3 separate regions of the Mus musculus genome follow, and regions 1 and 3 are each linked to region 2. The links are chromatin contacts, called in public HiChIP or PLAC-seq maps. All regions are on one chromosome and are shown on one strand. Each heading gives the region's core, a stretch centred on a gene start, on an enhancer-like site or on the middle of the called end of the contact. The rest is flanking DNA. Distances are from core to core; before and after follow the strand shown.

Region 1 (2,700 bases), core at 97-2,596, 570 kb after region 2:
AAATTGTTTTTCACTTGAAGTACAGGAAACTGCTTTTTAAAGTCATTTATCAATGGACCAGACTGTGGTCTACTTGACTGGGGCTTTTTAGTTACAACTGTGCATAATTGTAGTCTTTATTGAGGTTGGGGAGAAGGGATAGTATTGAGGGAGGGAGTCTAGAGTGGTGGGAGCAGTTTGGTGGGGGTAGTGTGTGGTGATGGTCTTCTGTGCTTACCTCTCAGGTGGAATAGAGTATACGGGAACGGATGTGAATCCGTGGTCAGCCCTTAACACACACGCGTGCGCGCGCGCACACACACACACACACACACACACACACACACACACACACACACACACACCAACCCCCTGGGGACCCTTTCACCTTCTGCTGTTACCAGACTTTTCTTACCTCCTTTTCCTGTGAACTCCTGAATTAAGTCATTGATCCAGCCCTGTTGTGTGCTCAGGGTTTAAGGAAAAGGGAAGTGAGACACAGATCTCTTGGTAATTCAGAAGTTGATGTATGATCTTACGTTGTCTTCCCTTCTAGTAGGAATTTACAGTGTAACTTGACTAGATTTCTTGCATTAAAAAGAAAACAAAACTACTCTTGCATGAGGAGCCCTGGTAATTAGAATAATGACCAGGCATGATTCATTCTCTGATTAATATTCTGCTTATGGAAGCGTTTCTATCTCCAGCTCCACTAAGCAGCTGGACTCACAGGGATACAGTTTCTCTCTCCACCTTCAGGAAGCTCACCGACCAATCAAGAGACAAGAAGGAAGTTTTGTTGAGGATTTGAGTAGATACTCTGAAAGAGGAAAGGTAGACTACACACACTTGCAGAGCAGAGGCCATCTCTCCTAGGTTGCTGTGAGAATCAGCTCCATTCTTGTATGTCGACCCTCTGTGAAAAGGGGAAGACAAAAGCCAACTCAGTTGCTCAGGTTCCTGCTGGTGTAAAAGGCTTCGTTCTATTGGCAGTGGTAACTTTTACTGAGTACACTGTTGACTTAGTCAGTTCTGTTATTTGTGTTGGTCTCTTGAGACAGGTGTTACTATAGAACTGGAAATCATGGTCCTGCTGCCTCAGTCCCCCAGTGCCATCACACCTGTTATGCATTCCGAAGAATTCTCCAGATAAGAACAGAAATGATCCATATTTACATATGAGGAAAGAAGTAACTTGCCCACTGTTGAGTAACTGCTAGTGGTAGAGCTGGCATCTGCACCGGGTTGAGCACAAAGCCATTGTAGCTTTAAACCATTGTTTCACACAAACTCCATCCCAGAGAACGGAGGTGTGCTTGGGTGTGGCCAGCATGCGGAAGTTGTCTAGCAACAGTCCCTGCAGTTTATTCTCCCTCCCCACCTGCCTCTTTGTCTCTCCCTCTCTCTCTGACAGAGTATAACTACATTGCTCTGTCCTAGGACAGTGTTTCCTTCCTTCTTCTGGAGGGGTGCTCTTCTAGCCCAGGTCAGAAAGCCACCAGTTACTAGCATGCTGCTGCTTGAGCTATCCACCCTTTGTATTAGGATGGGTCATGCTCGTGGAGGCCGCGGTAAACCAGTGCTACTATGAAAAGTATGACTGGTGTCATCCGGTTTGGAATTGGAAGCCACACCCTTGCCACCACATTGTACTTCTTATACTGATAACCTGTGGCTTCAAAGTCAAACCACAAACTTCTGCATTGAATGTGAGTTTAAGAAAGAAATATGAGGTACCTTCACACACACATTATTTACCCTTTCAGACGCCCAGTGAGGTAGGTGTTTTTTCTGTCCTGTGGGTTAAGAAATCTGAGGCTTGTGAGGTGAAATATGTCTAGAGAAAAGAGAGAGCCAGCAACTGACAAATCGAGCAGGTAGCTACCAGTGGCGGAAATTGTATCAAGACAAAGCTCTTTTCAACATTTCTTGAAAATGGCTATGTTTCCTTTCCTTTGTGTCTGTGTGTGTATGTGTATACATGTTAATTATGTGCAGGCACACACTTACGTACACATAGATGCGTGCTTGTAGAGGCCAGAAGTCATTTCCCAGGAGTCTGTCAAGTGATATTTTTTTAAAATTTTGTTGTTAGCTTTTTTTTTTTTTAAATCTTGACACAGGATCTTGTTGTATAGACTGGTCATCCTCCTGCCTCAGTGTCTCAAGTTCTAGGGTAGCAGGCATGAGTCGCAGTGACCATCTCAAGTCAGATTTGTTTGTTTTGTTTTGTTTCTTATTGTTTATTTTTTGAGACAGGGTCTTTCTATGCAATCCTGGCTGTTGTGAAACTCTATTATGTAGACTAGGCTGGCTTACAGAGACTCCTCTGCCTTTCCCTCTGCCTGTGCCTCAAAAATGCTGGGAGTTAAACTGTGTATCACCATGTCTAGCCCAATTTGTTTGTTTTTTAAGATGGGTCTTACTGGCCTGGTGCTTATTAATTAGGCTGGACTGGCTGGTCAGAAACTACTAAAGATCTGTCTGTCTCAACCTCCCCAGTGGTGAGCACCGTAAGTACATACTGCCTGAGTGGTTTGCATATGTACTTTGTTGTTGTTTTGACATGGTTTCTAGGGATAGAACTCCAGTCCATGCTTCAGAGCAAGTAATTTATTACCTGAGCTATCTTCCCAGGCCCTAAAACCCTATTTTCTAATAGGTGGCAACACAAAACAAGTCATAGTACACACAGCTGTCAGCCTGTGTGGATAGGATTTT
Region 2 (2,700 bases), core at 122-2,621:
AAAAAAGACACTCTGAATTGGCACAACAAAAACTGGTTAAGTTGACCTGCACCTGTAGCTAGGAGTCTACTGTAAAAGCTGCTCTTAAAGGGACCAGCAGCTTCTTGGCTTCTTTGGTCAGGAAGCTGATGGCTGTTTCTCCTACAAAAATCTCTGTGACTGTGATTATTGGGTTCAGCTGGTGACAAGGTGCTCCTCCCTTGATATTACTGATAGAAAAAGGTAAGAAAATTTTGTCTGTGTAGTCTAAATAAGTAAATGTGTGTAGCCACTTTATGTTTGTTTCTGACTGGTCTTAAATGTATAAATATGTTACTGACTTACAAGTTATTGGGTATGGTATAAACTTTGTAACAGTGGTAACAGAAAGTTGGCTTAGAACTGGTAACTCAGGGTTGGAGTCTTTCTGGACAACAACACATGGCATGACCAACCCAGGGAAACAGGTCTCTAAAGGTATCTCTAAATTGGGATAATATTTTATGTAATTCTTGTCCTAGAAGCCAGACTAATAGAAGATAGGATTTGAAACAATGTTTCTTTAATGAGCTTTAAAAGCTGCACCATCATGCATTCATATATAATAACTAGCAGTCAAACTCTGTAACATGAAAATAATGCACTTGGTATTGATTTTAGAGAGACTGGATTGTTTACACAGTTAAAAATCGGTTTTGCTTTCCAAAATTATGGTTATGCTCTGATATTGCAAAAGAAACTTTTAAGAATATATATATATATATATATGTATATATATATATATGTGTGTGTGTGTGTGTGTGAGAGAGAGAGAGAGAGAGAGAGAGAGAGAGAGAGAGAGAGAGAGAAACAAACATGCAGTGGCCACATTCATATATCCAAAACAGACAGGAAAAATGGTCCATACCTTCTGCAATGTTGCAATTCAGGAAGGGGAGGTCCAGTTCTCCACAGTCACAATGGTGCTGTAGCAGGGCCCTAGGTTTTTCAAAGCTTCCCACTGGCCTCAAGCATTGAATTCTTATCAGTCTTGTGGTTCATATATCCAGATACCCCAAGCCAGAAAAACAGGTAAAGCAATAAGAAACAGAGTAAAAACTAGAATGGAAAACATAGAGCCAAACAACAGAAAATATGAGACAGCAACATTTAACAACTGCAGCCCTCTGCTTTACTAGTTCACCAGTCTGATCAAGAGAAAAATTTTTATAGCTTTCTTGTAAAACCAACTAGAGGCTGGGGCTCTCTGAGTTCTTGGTTCTGAGATCCATTCTGGGTCCTTCTAAACCCTAGGCTTTGCTCCCAGTGTCAGGAATTCCTGAGCTCTATTGTGTAACTTAGGCATTGGAATCCTGTCAACAGGCACCATGGGGTCCTCTGGGGCCCAAAGCAGGTCAGAAAAGAAAAGCTTTTGTTGCCCTGATAATTAAGGTCAAAAATCTACCATTGTCTGGATAGCCTTCTGGACTTGGTACAAGTCCCTTTACCATCATAGCTCCTCAATCTCTGACCTTGTCTGGGGTGTTCAAACAAAACACACACACACACACCTCTACCTGTGGAATGTCACATAGCTATGGTTAGATTACAGGTTCAGCTTCCTTTCTCCTGATAGGAACCTGTTAGCACCTGGGATTCCTGAAATGCTTCTCCATGCTAATGAGACATCTTGGTACCTTACACCCAATTACCTTTGCCTATCCATACTCCTACCCCCCCCCCTCCCACAAAATTATAAAACCCTTGAGTCACCTCAAGGAAACTTGATCTGTCTCCCCACAGCTGGTCCCAGTGTGTCATCATTACCATATGTACTCACAGGGTTTCTGAACCGCCCCATCCATTGTCTCCGCTCCATTTACCCTCATGGACTAATATTGCCCAATGAGTCACAGCTGGCGGCACTGGATGAACTCCAATTAACCAAAAATAACCAGTGGGCTCTCTCCTGTAAAAGGAATTTAAGATGTTTGCTACCCAGTATAAAAGACACACAATCCAGGTGTTTTACTTACAAGCTGTAAGCCTAGATTGGGCAGGTTTTGGAGCTACATCTCAGTCAAATGCTCCTTGTTACATACTGTTTCTCCTAACCGTGTGCTCATGGTTCATCTCCTCTCATGGCTGTTTCCTCCCCGTTTTGTCCTCCCTCCTTTCTTTCCTCTTTGTACTTGTAACTCCCAGCCAGGTAACTGAAAATCTGCCCACCTCTATTTACTGCTCAATCAGAGGCTTTAGCCTTTTACTGGCCAAGGTTACAAAGCATCACATGGTGTACTTGAGGATCTTCTCATCAGCGGACAAGCAGGTCTGGGGGTGGGGGTGGGGGTGGGGGTGGGGGTGGGGGTGGGGGTGGGCAGTATTAGCATTTGAATACATAGCAGTACCAGACCAACTCCCTACAGACAATTGCCTTTGTCCTGAACAGGGTGCATAGACCTTGTCAGATCCTCCCCATTCCCAGATCTGGATACGCCATAACCAGAATCCAGAAAGTAGGCAGAAAAATGTCTTAGAAAGTTTACAATGGCTTCCAAAAGAAGGTCTTTATAAAAAAAAAAATGCTTGCTATCGCCTTTTTAGAGCATGGCTGTTCAGTATGGTAGTGGTGGGGTCCCCAGTGCCAAAGAGAAGAGACCAGCTTCAGAATTTGGGTTGGAGTGGTCTTTCTTATCTCCCTATGGTGGGTGCTCCAAATGTTCTTCCTGAGATTCTCAAGAG
Region 3 (2,700 bases), core at 112-2,611, 1.0 Mb before region 2:
TGGACTTTTGCAGATGTGGAGCCTCACTGACTGGCTGCCAGAGGCCCCGGGCCTTCTATCCCTGCCAGCCGGCAGTGTGGGGGCAGGTAGGTTATGGGGATGCAGAAAGGCTGAAGGAGCACCTCAGACCCTGTACCACCTAAGAGATGCTAAGACCCCAGGAGGCTTCGGAGAACACATGGGAAGTAGTGTTTGCAGTTTGCAGTTGCTTCTGTTGGGCAATGGGGCAGTTCCGGCCCCCAGCCACCTCCATACACACAAAGCACTGCCCTGCAAGAGAACCTCAGCAGTAAGTAGTTAGCCAGGAGCAGTTCTGCACTGGAGTCACCCCGACTTCTAGGCAGCCTGGGGAGGGGGATACCAAAGAGCAAAGACGGTAACAGCAAAGAGCAAGACATGTGACTTCCTGCAATAACCAGGCCACACCTACTAAAATACAAAGTACAAGCACCTTTTGATGAGGTAACCCCTTGCAGGGGGTATCGAAGTCTATGCCATTTACTAAATTGCAGCACCGTGCCTTGTGGTAAAGACCCGGGAAACAACCTTCACATGGCCATCAACACCTGGGAAACAGTGAAATAAATCCTGAGTCACCCACACAGTGGAAAAGTGTGTAGCTAATCAAAAAGGTTAACGGTGCAGTCATTGATCTTAATTAATGTCTTAGGAGTTTTTTAATTGAGACCAACAATAAAATAACACCAATAAAAGAATCCTACCTTTTAGTAAAAGATATAAAACAAAAAAACAAAAACGAAAAAACAAAAACAAAAAAACAAAACTAAAGCCGTATCTTTTGAGTGTGTCTGACTTTGGGAATTAATTGTATAATGACATGGGTAGGAGATTATTCTTCACATATATACACAACCCCCAAGGGTCCAACATAACTCTCTCCTTGTCAGCAGAATGACTGTGAAGCAGCATGCATTTATCAGGCCTCACACTTTGAATTTTGAGTTGGAATTTTCCTGGGCTTGCCATGTGAATGCTCATTGACGCTGACAGCAGAAATTTCCAACCAACCACACAGTCATGAGGGGAAATTGTTCACACAGTACCTGCTCTGGTGGCCTGAGCCTTGTTCCTGTTGGGTCAGGAGGATTAGCGCCCACAAGGAGTTCTACAGGTCCCACCAGGTCAAAAGGGGCGTGACAAGAGCGTGTGTATTCTCTCAGACTTAATCATTGTCTCCCCTTAGTTATGCAAATAAACGACCTTGGGCAATTTTACAGGGAGATTTAATAAGGAATGAGGTTAAAAGAAAGAAAAACATAAGAGTCCGGGTGCGGGTGGTGCAGCCGGGAAAGTGAGTCCCCAGGCTGAAACACAGAACAGCCGGTAGTAAGACAAAGCAAGGTAGAGAGAACAATTTTAGCTCCAGCCCAGGCCTGAATGCCTGGAGAGAATCGGCCCAGGGAAGACCCCTCAGCATCCCTCAAGGGGTCCCCAGGGGCAGATGAGTCACCAAGGAGCACCTGCAGAGCAGCAAGATCAGAGCACAGGAAGGCACAGAGCTGGAGGAGCCAGCCTGAAGAGTGGGAGCTTTTTCTCTCCCTGAGCATGTTCAAGTGAGCTCAGGACGCCCTGGTCATGGACGCCAAGTGCCCCGGAAGTACAAATAGGTGCTCCCATCCCCCTCCAGTGGGGAATGTTGGTGGAGTGATCCCCTGGCATTTTTTTAAGTCCTCAAACAAGCATGCACCTCAACATGTCTCCTTCAGGAGCTCCTGTAATCTGGTGCCAAGAGACATGTACGTGTATACAACACACTATCTACACAGTATAACGCATAAGAAAGCAGGGCTGTGTTCCTCCAATAGAGCACCACAGGAGGGAGAAAAGGCATCATGCATACTTGGACACTGGTAGGAGGGAGGTAAAATTGTTAGCATCCTACGTTCAGTCTTCCCTGCTCCTCCGTTTTCTGTGGGATTTTAGACTCAAAGTAACAGAATGTCCCATAATATCTGATAGTTCTCGAAGTGGAGAGTTAGTCACACTGGAGGTCGGATGAGGGCCCATATGCCGCATCCTGACCCCCACTGCGACACCTCTGGGAGAGCTACAGATCATAGCAGAAGCACCCATAGCAGCACAATGGCACAATGTGGACTTTAGTTAGCAGGAGCAGAGGGAGGCACTGGCCGGATGGCTCTCTTTGTTTGCAGGGTGGGCAAACAATGGCTTGAAAGAATATCTCAGCTAGTCATTACAATATACAATCAGGTTTCCTGTCTGAATCCAAACAGCCACTCTGACCTGTCTTCCCTCCACCACGGCACCTGGAGCTGGCTGTAGCTTTGTGCTCTCTCCTTGGGTGCTCTGCTTGGCCACAGTCCACACCCTTCTTTTTTGTGTGCCTGACACTGCAGCCTGTCCACACCGTGTTTTTCCACCAAGCTGGAGCCTCTCCCTCATCTGTGTGACCTGCCCTGTCCTGCAGGCATGCAGTTCTGATTCTGCCTCTAGGGAGTTGCCCTTTCAAAAAAAAAAAAAAAAAGTCTTAGGAGAGCAGGCCATACTCATACGCATACGCATGCGCAGGGGAGCAGGATGCACAGGGGAGCAGGACCTACCCATACGCATGCGCATGAGCATGTCCTTCCCTCCGTATTAACTAGAGCTGAGTAACTATGCTGCTTCATTACACTCAGAATTATGTCGGCAGATATTTTCCCTCTTAAAATTTCCTAC

Evidence for each region. HiChIP or PLAC-seq counts read pairs in DNA pulled down with a chosen protein or histone mark.
Region 1: a contact with region 2 is called in an H3K27ac HiChIP or PLAC-seq map of embryonic stem cells, with 2.0 times the contacts expected there. The contact joins two enhancer-like sites. A contact is called at or near these places in 1 of 39 promoter capture datasets (cranial neural crest), 12 of 115 datasets of contacts at active chromatin or transcription factors (bone marrow-derived macrophages, embryonic stem cells, epiblast stem cells and 4 more) and 1 of 9 other capture datasets (liver).
Region 3: a contact with region 2 is called in an H3K27ac HiChIP or PLAC-seq map of embryonic stem cells, with 3 times the contacts expected there. The contact joins two enhancer-like sites. A contact is called at or near these places in 2 of 115 datasets of contacts at active chromatin or transcription factors (both in embryonic stem cells) and 1 of 9 other capture datasets (embryonic stem cells).

What each region holds. Positions count from the first base shown.
Region 1 is chr11:30,181,852-30,184,551 of GRCm38.p6, reverse strand. The region is part of intron 1 of Sptbn1 (spectrin beta, non-erythrocytic 1); the gene reads left to right. Among named protein-coding and RNA genes, the nearest start is that of Sptbn1, 37 kb to the left of the region's middle. Within about 2 kb of position 1,346, at least 142 of the 459 cell types and tissues checked have an H3K27ac peak or open chromatin away from gene starts, as enhancers often do. A contact at or near this core is called in embryonic stem cells, where this site is marked.
Region 2 is chr11:30,749,367-30,752,066 of GRCm38.p6, reverse strand. No RefSeq gene overlaps it. Among named protein-coding and RNA genes, the nearest start is that of Psme4, 21 kb to the left of the region's middle. Within about 2 kb of position 1,371, at least 36 of the 459 cell types and tissues checked have an H3K27ac peak or open chromatin away from gene starts, as enhancers often do. A contact at or near this core is called in embryonic stem cells, where this site is marked.
Region 3 is chr11:31,744,417-31,747,116 of GRCm38.p6, reverse strand. No RefSeq gene overlaps it. Among named protein-coding and RNA genes, the nearest start is that of Gm39674, 5.5 kb to the left of the region's middle. Within about 2 kb of position 1,361, at least 29 of the 459 cell types and tissues checked have an H3K27ac peak or open chromatin away from gene starts, as enhancers often do. A contact at or near this core is called in embryonic stem cells, where this site is marked.